Linked DNA regions of Mus musculus: all the other regions are linked to region 2. A link is a contact called in public ChIA-PET and Hi-C data. All regions are on one chromosome and are shown on one strand. Each heading gives the region's core, a stretch centred on a gene start, on an enhancer-like site or on the middle of the called end of the contact. The rest is flanking DNA. Distances are from core to core; before and after follow the strand shown. Region 1 has its middle 10 kb from the start of Gm40486. Region 2 holds the start of Ppp2cb (protein phosphatase 2 (formerly 2A), catalytic subunit, beta isoform). Region 3 overlaps Wrn (Werner syndrome RecQ like helicase).

Evidence for each region. Hi-C and Micro-C count contacts between places; a contact is called where the count stands out from the background. ChIA-PET counts read pairs in DNA pulled down with a chosen protein or histone mark.
Region 1: a Hi-C map of the G1E-ER4 cell line shows a contact between it and region 2, with 2.0 times the contacts expected there. The contact joins the enhancer-like site here to the promoter of Ppp2cb in region 2. A contact is called at or near these places in 1 of 39 promoter capture datasets (the 3T3-L1 cell line), 3 of 484 Hi-C or Micro-C datasets (the G1E-ER4 cell line, cortical neurons and uterus) and 3 of 115 datasets of contacts at active chromatin or transcription factors (embryonic midbrain, fibro-adipogenic progenitors and pancreatic cancer cells).
Region 3: an RNA polymerase II ChIA-PET map of memory CD8 T cells shows a contact between it and region 2, with 48 read pairs. The contact joins the enhancer-like site here to the promoter of Ppp2cb in region 2. A contact is called at or near these places in 2 of 39 promoter capture datasets (hippocampal neurons and liver), 12 of 484 Hi-C or Micro-C datasets (the HL-1 cell line, the N1E-115 cell line, Th17 cells and 7 more), 12 of 115 datasets of contacts at active chromatin or transcription factors (DN3 thymocytes, bone marrow-derived dendritic cells, bone marrow-derived macrophages and 8 more) and 2 of 9 other capture datasets (embryonic stem cells and liver).

Annotation. Positions count from the first base shown.
Region 1 is chr8:34,064,726-34,067,485 of GRCm38.p6, reverse strand. No RefSeq gene overlaps it. Among named protein-coding and RNA genes, the nearest start is that of Gm40486, 10 kb to the right of the region's middle. Within about 2 kb of position 1,360, at least 50 of the 459 cell types and tissues checked have an H3K27ac peak or open chromatin away from gene starts, as enhancers often do. A contact at or near this core is called in the G1E-ER4 cell line, fibro-adipogenic progenitors and uterus, where this site is marked.
Region 2 is chr8:33,598,305-33,601,106 of GRCm38.p6, reverse strand. Ppp2cb (protein phosphatase 2 (formerly 2A), catalytic subunit, beta isoform) reads right to left here and starts at 1,486. Exons shown (of 7, transcript NM_017374.3): 1 at 1,089-1,486. The coding sequence starts at 1,190.
Region 3 is chr8:33,306,956-33,309,655 of GRCm38.p6, reverse strand. All of the region lies in intron 16 of Wrn (Werner syndrome RecQ like helicase), which reads left to right. Among named protein-coding and RNA genes, the nearest start is that of Wrn, 77 kb to the left of the region's middle. Within about 2 kb of position 1,440, at least 18 of the 459 cell types and tissues checked have an H3K27ac peak or open chromatin away from gene starts, as enhancers often do. A contact at or near this core is called in Th17 cells, effector CD8 T cells and memory CD8 T cells, where this site is marked.

The DNA.
Region 1 (2,760 bases), core at 111-2,610, 470 kb before region 2:
TGAGTTCCAGGACAGCCAGGGCTACACAGAGAAACCCTGCCTCGAAAAACCAAAAACCGAAAAAAAAAAAAAAAAAAAAAAAAAAAAGAGTGCCCAGGGCCTCAAGAGGAGGAAAAAAGACAGAGTCAGACACCTTGAAACTGGAGTTGAAGTCACTCCGTGAATGCTGGGAATTAAACCCCAGTCCTTTGAAAGAGCAGTGAGCGCTCTTAACCACTGAGCCATCTCTCCAGCCACTCTGAGAGTTACCAGGCTGGTTTTTAGAAGCATCTCCCCCATCCCCAAAACTGAAGAAGAGCCCTGCCGCTGCCCTGGGATGCCTTCTTCTAGTCTGAGGAGATTCTGATTCTTGACAATGCTTTGAGAGAGTTTGTGAACGAAAGTGTTTTGTTACAGCCGGGTGTGGGTCCAGCACTTGGGAGGCAGAGGCAGGCAGATTTCTGAATTCGAGGCCAGCCTGGTCTACAGAGTGAGTTCCAAGACAGCCAGGGCTACACAGAGAAACCCTGTCTCGAAAAAGAAAACAAAACTAAACTAAAAAAAGAAAAAAGAAAAAAAAGAAAGAAAGTTTTTTGTTTATTTTTCAGCTTTCATTTTTTTTCTTTTTTTTTTTTTAAAGATTTATTTATTGATTATATGTAAGTACACTGTAGCTGTCTTCAGACACTCCAGAAGAGGGTGCTAGATCTCGTTACAGATGGTTGTGAGCCACCATGTGGTTGCTGGGATTTGAACTCTAGACCTTTGGAAGAGCAGTCGGGTGCTCTTACCTGCTGAGCCATCTCACCAGCCCTCATTTTTTTTTCTTAATCAAATAACTCAACAATGTCATGACTAACTCCACTGATAGAAATGAGAGAGAGAGAGGGAGAGGGAGAGAGAGAGAGAGAGAGAGAGAGAGAGAGAGGCCAAGCTGTGGAAACAGATAAGGAAATGACAGGAGGAGAGAAGAGAAAGGACCAGAGAGACATCTTACGGCTTGACATGATCAAAGGACAGAAACACATCTATAAAAAGGAGAAACTGGACCCCGAGCTTCAATCAACCTTCTAGAGCAAAACCAGATCCTGAGCCATCCCTCCTCCATTGGAGGAGGGCTGCTTCAGCACCGCCGCCACCGTGGCCGGCCCAGAGCACTTCTCTGTTATTGTTAGTCGTCGTCTGTCCCCCCCCCCGACCCCCCCCCCCCGGCTGTGTCTATCGTTGTTGGGTTTTAGTGCTTCCTAAGTGTGGATTCAGATTTTTAACAGCTGCTTCCTTGATCTCTAAAAAGTGAAGACATTTTTGGCTGAACAGTTTGACTGATTCAAGCTGCAGAATTCCAAACGGCCAGCAGGGGTCAATCAACTAACGTGATATTTTCCCCCCTAACTTTTAAAAAAAAAAAAAAGTTCCATGGAATCTAGGTGGCAGCAATGGAAGTCCTCCTTCACCTGCGCTTGCTTCACGGGCTGTTCAGAGATGTTCTAACATAGTCTTTCTTTCCTTCCATTCATCTTTCCTTTCTTTCTTCCGTCTTTTTTTTTTTTTTTTTTTTTTTGCCATGCTGGGATCAAACTAAGGGCCTGCCTCCTACCTATATGCCAGGCAAACACTCTACTTCCAAGACTACAGCCCATTCCATCACTCACTTTTTACCGCCTGTCTCTTCCCTCCCTTCCAGCCCAGCACCCATTGAATTATCAAAGGCTCCTTGAACACTTCTCATCTATAAGATGCTATGTTTGATGTTTGGGGTATGGAGACAAAAAGGGGACCAGTGATTTCTTCTCTGCTCTAGAGAACTGTCTCCTGTTTGGCCGCAAGGCTAGATGGCTAGAGTAAAGCATTGGTAACATGGCTACGATCCCAACTCTTGGCTTGAAGAAGACGCAACTGACCAGAGCTGAGTGGTCCAGGCTGCTGGCGCTGTTGAGCTCCTTTGGGTCATTTAGGGACGTGGCTCCTTCCCATCATGTTGCATCACAGTTCCTAGGATGTTGTTCTTGGCTGAGTGGTCAAAGCTGGGTCATGACCACCTTATATTTGGTCCAGAAAAAGGGGAAGAGAAAAAGCAGACAGCAAACTGTTTCCCCTTAAGCAATAAGCATGGATGTCACGCTTATCTCTTCTATCCATAAACTAGGGTGGGGACCTAGTCATATGTTTGGCCTTGGCCACAAGGAAGTCTGGGAAATGTAGTCATTTGTTAGGTTGTGATATGCCTAAGGTGTTATTAGTAGTAGGGAATAGCTAGTATCTTATCAGGAACCTCTCCTTCCCTCCCCACTTTCTCTGACTCACAAAGAAAACAAAAAAACAAAAAAATCTTCATATCTTTTTTTTTAAAGATTTATCTATTTATTATATGAAGGTGCACTGTTGCTGTCTTCAGACACCCCAGAAGAGGGCACCAGATCCCATTACAGATGGTTGTGAGCCACCATATGGTTGCTGGGATTTGAACTCAGGACCTCTGGAAGAGCAGTCAGTGCTCTTAACCGCTGAGCCATCCCTCCAGCCCCTTTCATATCTTTTGATACTGCTACCAATTGTAACTTCACCGTCACCATTTAGAAACCGTCGTTCATAGGAACTGGTGGCGAATAGAATATCCTTCAGGGGCTGGTGAGATGGCTCAGTGGGTAAGGGCACCCGACTGCTCTTCCGAAGGTCCGAAGTTCAAATCCCAGCAACCACATGGTGGCTCACAACCACCCGTAATGAGATCTGATGCCCTCTTCAGGTGTATCTGAAGACAACTACAGTGTACTTACATAT
Region 2 (2,802 bases), core at 237-2,736:
TCCAAACTGGACAGCCCAGTGGTGCTCCAGCTTGAGAGAGATCACCTAAAAGGTTACCTTTAAGACTTAACGAAATTACAGGTTATCACACAAGATAAATAAAAGCTAACTGAGACGATACACAAACAGTTTCTGAGGGAAACACCCTTTTCTTCACGGCTCTACTAGAAGAAAGAAACTCTCCTGTGCTAAGTACTTATTCAACCCACAAAGGCCCTGGTCAACTTGAAAAGCGCACCAAGAGCCATCTATCACTCCCCACCCCAAGTAAGGAGTGCCTGTTATCAGACGGATAAACAAAATCCTTTGGTAGGATCCTAACTTCTGGGGAAAAAAATGTAGACTCTGACTTGAATACTTAGCTCCGTTACTCTCTCGCAGGGCTCTTGAACATGGGGAAGCGAGTTAGCCCACAATAAAAAAGAGGAATGAAAAAAAAAAAGACTCTAAATAAGATGATATAAGCAAAAAAAAAAAAAAAAAAAAAAAACCCAAAAACCTAGCGGTTAATAAACCAATAGATACACACACATGTCTGAAAGCTGAGAAGACACGATCAAAAAGGGATTACCTAATCCATTACCTGCAAGCTATAGCGTGGGGTCGGGAGGGATACACAGGGTTAAAAAAAAAAAAAAGGAAGTAACTTTCTGTAACGTGGCCGGTTCTAAATAGCACCTATCCCAGTTAACGTTGCCAGTAAGCACCGTTTCCAAATTCAGCACCTGCTGTCTTCTTCCTGAAAAAGACGTCCCTCTCCATAGCCACTCGGCCGCCCAGACCAGCCTTCAGTCATCTGCCTCCGCCAAACCCAGGCTGGGAGAAGGCTCGGCCTGCCATCACGCCCACTAGTGTGCAAACAAAAGCTCCTTGCACTCCGTGGATCACCTGCGAGCGATCGACGCCACACTAACCACCGCTCGGTGTTAACGACTTTCAGGGCAGTTGTCCGTGGAGCCCGGGGACTGCAGCAGCCTGGTTTTCGGGGCGTGGGGTGGGGTCCCGCACCCCGTCCCCTACTCCAGCCGGGGGCCAGGGCCCGTTTCCCCCCCCGACCCCTGCGCGCGCCTCCGCGGCGGGCCGCCTACCTTCTCGCACAGCGTCCGCACTTGGTTCTCGTTCAGCTGCTTACACTCGTTCAGCTGCTCCACCCACTGGTCCAGCTCCTTGGTGAACGCCTTGTCGTCCATGGCGGCGAGCCGCGCGTCCCCGCCGCCTCCCCCGCCGCCGGCCCCCGGCGGGACCACCGAGCCGCGGAGCGCGCAGCCCGCGCCCCGCCCAAGCCCAGCGGGCAGCCGCGGGCCCCGGCCTCCGGGAGCGCCCGCCCCGCCCGGCCCCGGCCACGCGCCTGGGGCGCGGCGAAGGGCTTACGGCTCGGAGCGCAGAGCGCGGCGCAGCTCGGCTCGGCTCCGGCCCGACGGCGCCCGCCCGCCCGCTGCCACCCGCAGGCCTCTCCGCGCTCTGGCCACGGCCCTCTCGCTCTTTCTCTTCCCTCCCTCCGGGTTTCCGTCATCGCCCCGGCATTTCCGCCGGGAAAAGGCGAGTGGGCGGCGCCGCCGGGCCCGGCGCACGAGGAGGGGAGCAGCGCCCTCGCGCGGCCCGGCGGAGAAACGGTCCCCTTGCATCCTTCCCCCGGTCCTCCTGCCCACTCTGCCCTTGGGGAATCCGGTTCTCGCCTTGGACCTCTCTCCGCACAGGGCATTGAGACTGTTGGGCTTTTCCCTCAACCTTTCACTACCCTAGAGCATGCACTAAATATTTATTGAGTAAATTTCTACTCTTAGCAGTAATTCATTGCGTAGCCTTGAATCTCAGACCCTTTCTGTCTATATCAGAAAGATAACTTTTAACAAAGGATGTATTTACGTTTATGTCACGTGTGTACAGGTGCCTTGGGAGGACAGAAGAGAGTATTGGCTCTCCAGGAGCTGGAGTTGGTGGTATATGGTGCTAGAAACCAAATTTAGGGCATCTGTAAGAGTAGCACACATTCTTCATTCTTTCTTTCTTTCTTCTTCTTCTTCTTCTTCTTCTTCTTCTTCTTCTTCTTCTTCTTCTTCTTCTTCTTCTTCTTCTTCTTCTTCTTCTTCTTCTTCTTCTTCTTCTTCTTCTTCTTCTTCTTCTTCTCCTCCTCCTCCTCCTCCTCCTCCTCCTCCTCCTCCTCCTCCTCCTCCTCCCCCCCCCCCTCCCCCTCTCCTTCCCCTCCTCTTCCTTCTTTCTTCTTTCTTCTTCTCTTGGTTTTTTTCAACACAGGGTTTCTCAGTGTAGCCTTGGCTGTCCTGGAACTCATTCTGTTGACCAGGCTGACTTCGAACTCAGAGATCCACTTGCCTCTGCCTCCCAACTGCTGGGGTTAAAGGTGTGCACCACTACCACCAAGCTGTGTTTATCCTAACCTCAGCTAATCTCTTTAAACCATGAAATGATTTTTAAATTTTTCTGTGGCCATTCCATCTTATCATTCTTTGTTGTGACTACTATGATGCCTTGGCTGTAATTAGTGATCTTTATATAACAGGGGCTAGATACCGAGACCTTTAAAGCTGTGCTCACAGACCCTATTTCCTGGGTCTGAAACATGTACGGCTGCTTCTGCTGTTCGCAAGTGCTCAACAGCGTCATGGTTCCTGAGTTGGTTTTGTCAATTTCTCAGCTTGAAGCAATCCCCAAACTGCCTCTAGCTGCAGATTTGTCATTAGTTGAAATAAGTAAGCACAAAATCTTGTCAGTTGTGTGAGTACATGGACTTTGTGAAGTAGATGATCTCCAGTTTTAGGTGGGCTCTGGGCATCACACTCAGGC
Region 3 (2,700 bases), core at 191-2,690, 290 kb after region 2:
TCAGCCTTCCTGGGAAGGCTCACTCCAGTTACTTTATTCAAGCATTGTTCAAGGTTAATTGGGGCTGGGAAAGGTTTCAACCACCACAGTTGTTATCTTGTGTTTGCTGCTCAAGAGACAACATGACCCACACAGATCTCAGTCCCTTTTGACCATGGCTAGGCATAATCAAAGGTAAGAACTCCAGGTTTGCCAGGAGTGTCTTAGGACCAAGGTTGATGCAGCTGCAGGCCTTCAGGTAGTACTGAGTGCAGACTTTGCAGGGAGACAACATTTCTTCAAATAATCTCAAAACAATTTCTCAGCCTCTACTCAGTAACCCAAACACAGCAGAGGCTTCGCTGAAACATTTCACTCAAAGCTAGGCACAAAGGCTTTACTGAACATTTCACTTCAGGCTCCTGCCTCCAGGTCTCTTCCCTGCTTGAGTTCCCACATTGGCTTCCATCAATAATGAGGATGATGTGGAAGTGTAAGCCAAATAAACCCTTCCTCCACAAGCCGCTTTGGTCATGGTAACAAAGACATGTACCCTATCACTTAATAGTGTTTCTCTTATCAGGCATCCATGGGAGGAGGGGCCCTTGGTCCTGTGAAGGCTCCATGCCCCAGTGTAGGGGAATTCGAGGCTAGGGAGGCAGGAGTCGGGGGTGGGGGGAACACCCTTATGGAGGCAGGGGGATGGGGAATGGGACAGGGGATAACATTTGAAATGTAAATAATGAAAATATCCAATATAAATAAATAAATAAATAAATAAATAAATAAGGAAATTGAAAAAAAAAAACCAAAAAGAGAGCAGACTTTTATATTTCAGTATGTGTTGAAAGCAGCAAAGAATGAGGACCTACATTAATATTTATGGAAATATATTATCACAGTGTACCTATGCTCTCTCTCTGTTAGCTCTCATTGGCATGTTTTTGCCTGTAATGGAAAACAAGTTTGATGTCCAGTCTGTAATAGCTGGAAGGTGTTCCTTCAAGCATCTCTCTATGGGTTTAGCCTTATAGATTTACCTTATAGATTTACCTTATAGATTTACCTTATAGATCTATAGCCTTATAGATCTACCTTATAGGTCAATTTCATGGTTGGATCTAAAAAACTGGTTATCAGTAACTCTGTATTCTGAGTATATTTTTTTCCACTTTCAGTGTTTATTTGTTTTAATTTATAATGATGTTAAATTAATAACTTCTGTAAGTAAATAAACATTAAGAGCCTTTGACAAGTAGTTATTACTTTTTATGAGGTAAATGGTCAGTGCTGCCGAGCTGAGGACACTGTTCAATGATTCTGTTTGCCTAGCATGCTCCAGGCCTGGCTTCAAACCTCATTCAGTTTCATTTATTTTTGTTTTTACTCCGTGTGTTGGTGTTTGTGGTCACAGGGTAACTTGAAGGAGAAGGGGAGATGGTCCTCTCCGTCAACCATGTGGGTTCTGGGCATTTGCTGTTATGCCAAAGGGAAGTGGTTTTACCCACTCCCTCTTGCTCACCTTAGACACTGTATGTTTTGTTTATTGTGCTTTTCTTCCTCCCCCCCCCTCCCTCCCTCCCTCCCTCCCTTCCTGTGAATCAGTTTAGGAGAATGATACAGGAGGATCAGATAGTCTGACCTCCCTTCTGTTTTAAAAACATACACACAAGTGAGCAAACAAAACCAGATAACACGTGTAAGTTTTTCATCACTAGAGCAGAATTGTTTGCTTTTAATAGATAAAAATATTTCCCTGGGTGATTTAGAAAAAGGGATAAGGAAAATGAAAATTATTTTTTTAAATATTTCCACTGGCCTTTGTTTGCAGGAAATAGTAAAAAGCCTACAAAAATGAATATACTTGGGATGTTATTTGTACAGTAGTCTGACATTTAACTAATCAGATTTGTCATTTTTAGGTAAATGTTACATATATTTTTTTTTAAAGTAGTCCGGGTCTATAACAGAAATAGCAAGCATACTTCATGGGGTGCCTTCCCAGGCGTACTTGTGATTGTCTTTTAACTTTGGGAATGAGACTTGAATGGCAGATGCCTAAATGAAATCTCTATAGGACCTTGGAAGACCCTTGAACTTTTGCATTCAGAGTGAATTTTGCCAAAGCTTGTCTGAACTAACTGTGCAGGTGAAAGTTCAACTCTATTAACTGCTTGTCAGATCTCTTTTAACTTAAAGTCTAGCCATGTTAATTTCTACATTCAGAATAAGTGTATGAGTAACACTGGCATTTCCGCAGTCACTCAGTGGTATAAAGTCAGCGTTTGCCTCTTCGCTTCCTTCCTTCTCGCAGTCTGAGGTCATCGGTGTAATCTCAATGAGTTGCTCTTGTTTCTTTTGTTTCCTCTCTGGATTGTGAGACCCTTGAGGTCAAGTGTACTTTGGTTACCCAGAAAAGGGTTAATTCAGTTTTCTTATTTAGATAGTGCCTCCAGCAGCTCAGGCCGGTCTTGAACTTTCTATGTGGCTGAAGAGAGCCTTGAATTCCTGCTCCTGAATTACATGCGTGTGGCTCTTAAAAGGGCTTTAAATCATAATGACCATGTAGTAATAACCGCTGAAGTATATTTTTATTAAGCTCTTTTTGGGCCCATCCTTATCTGAGTGTGTTATGTGAATGTTCTAATTTAACCTTAGAGTAGTAAGAAGTATTAGGTGCTGTTACTACCTACTGTGTTTTATTTTTGCTTATGATGCTGT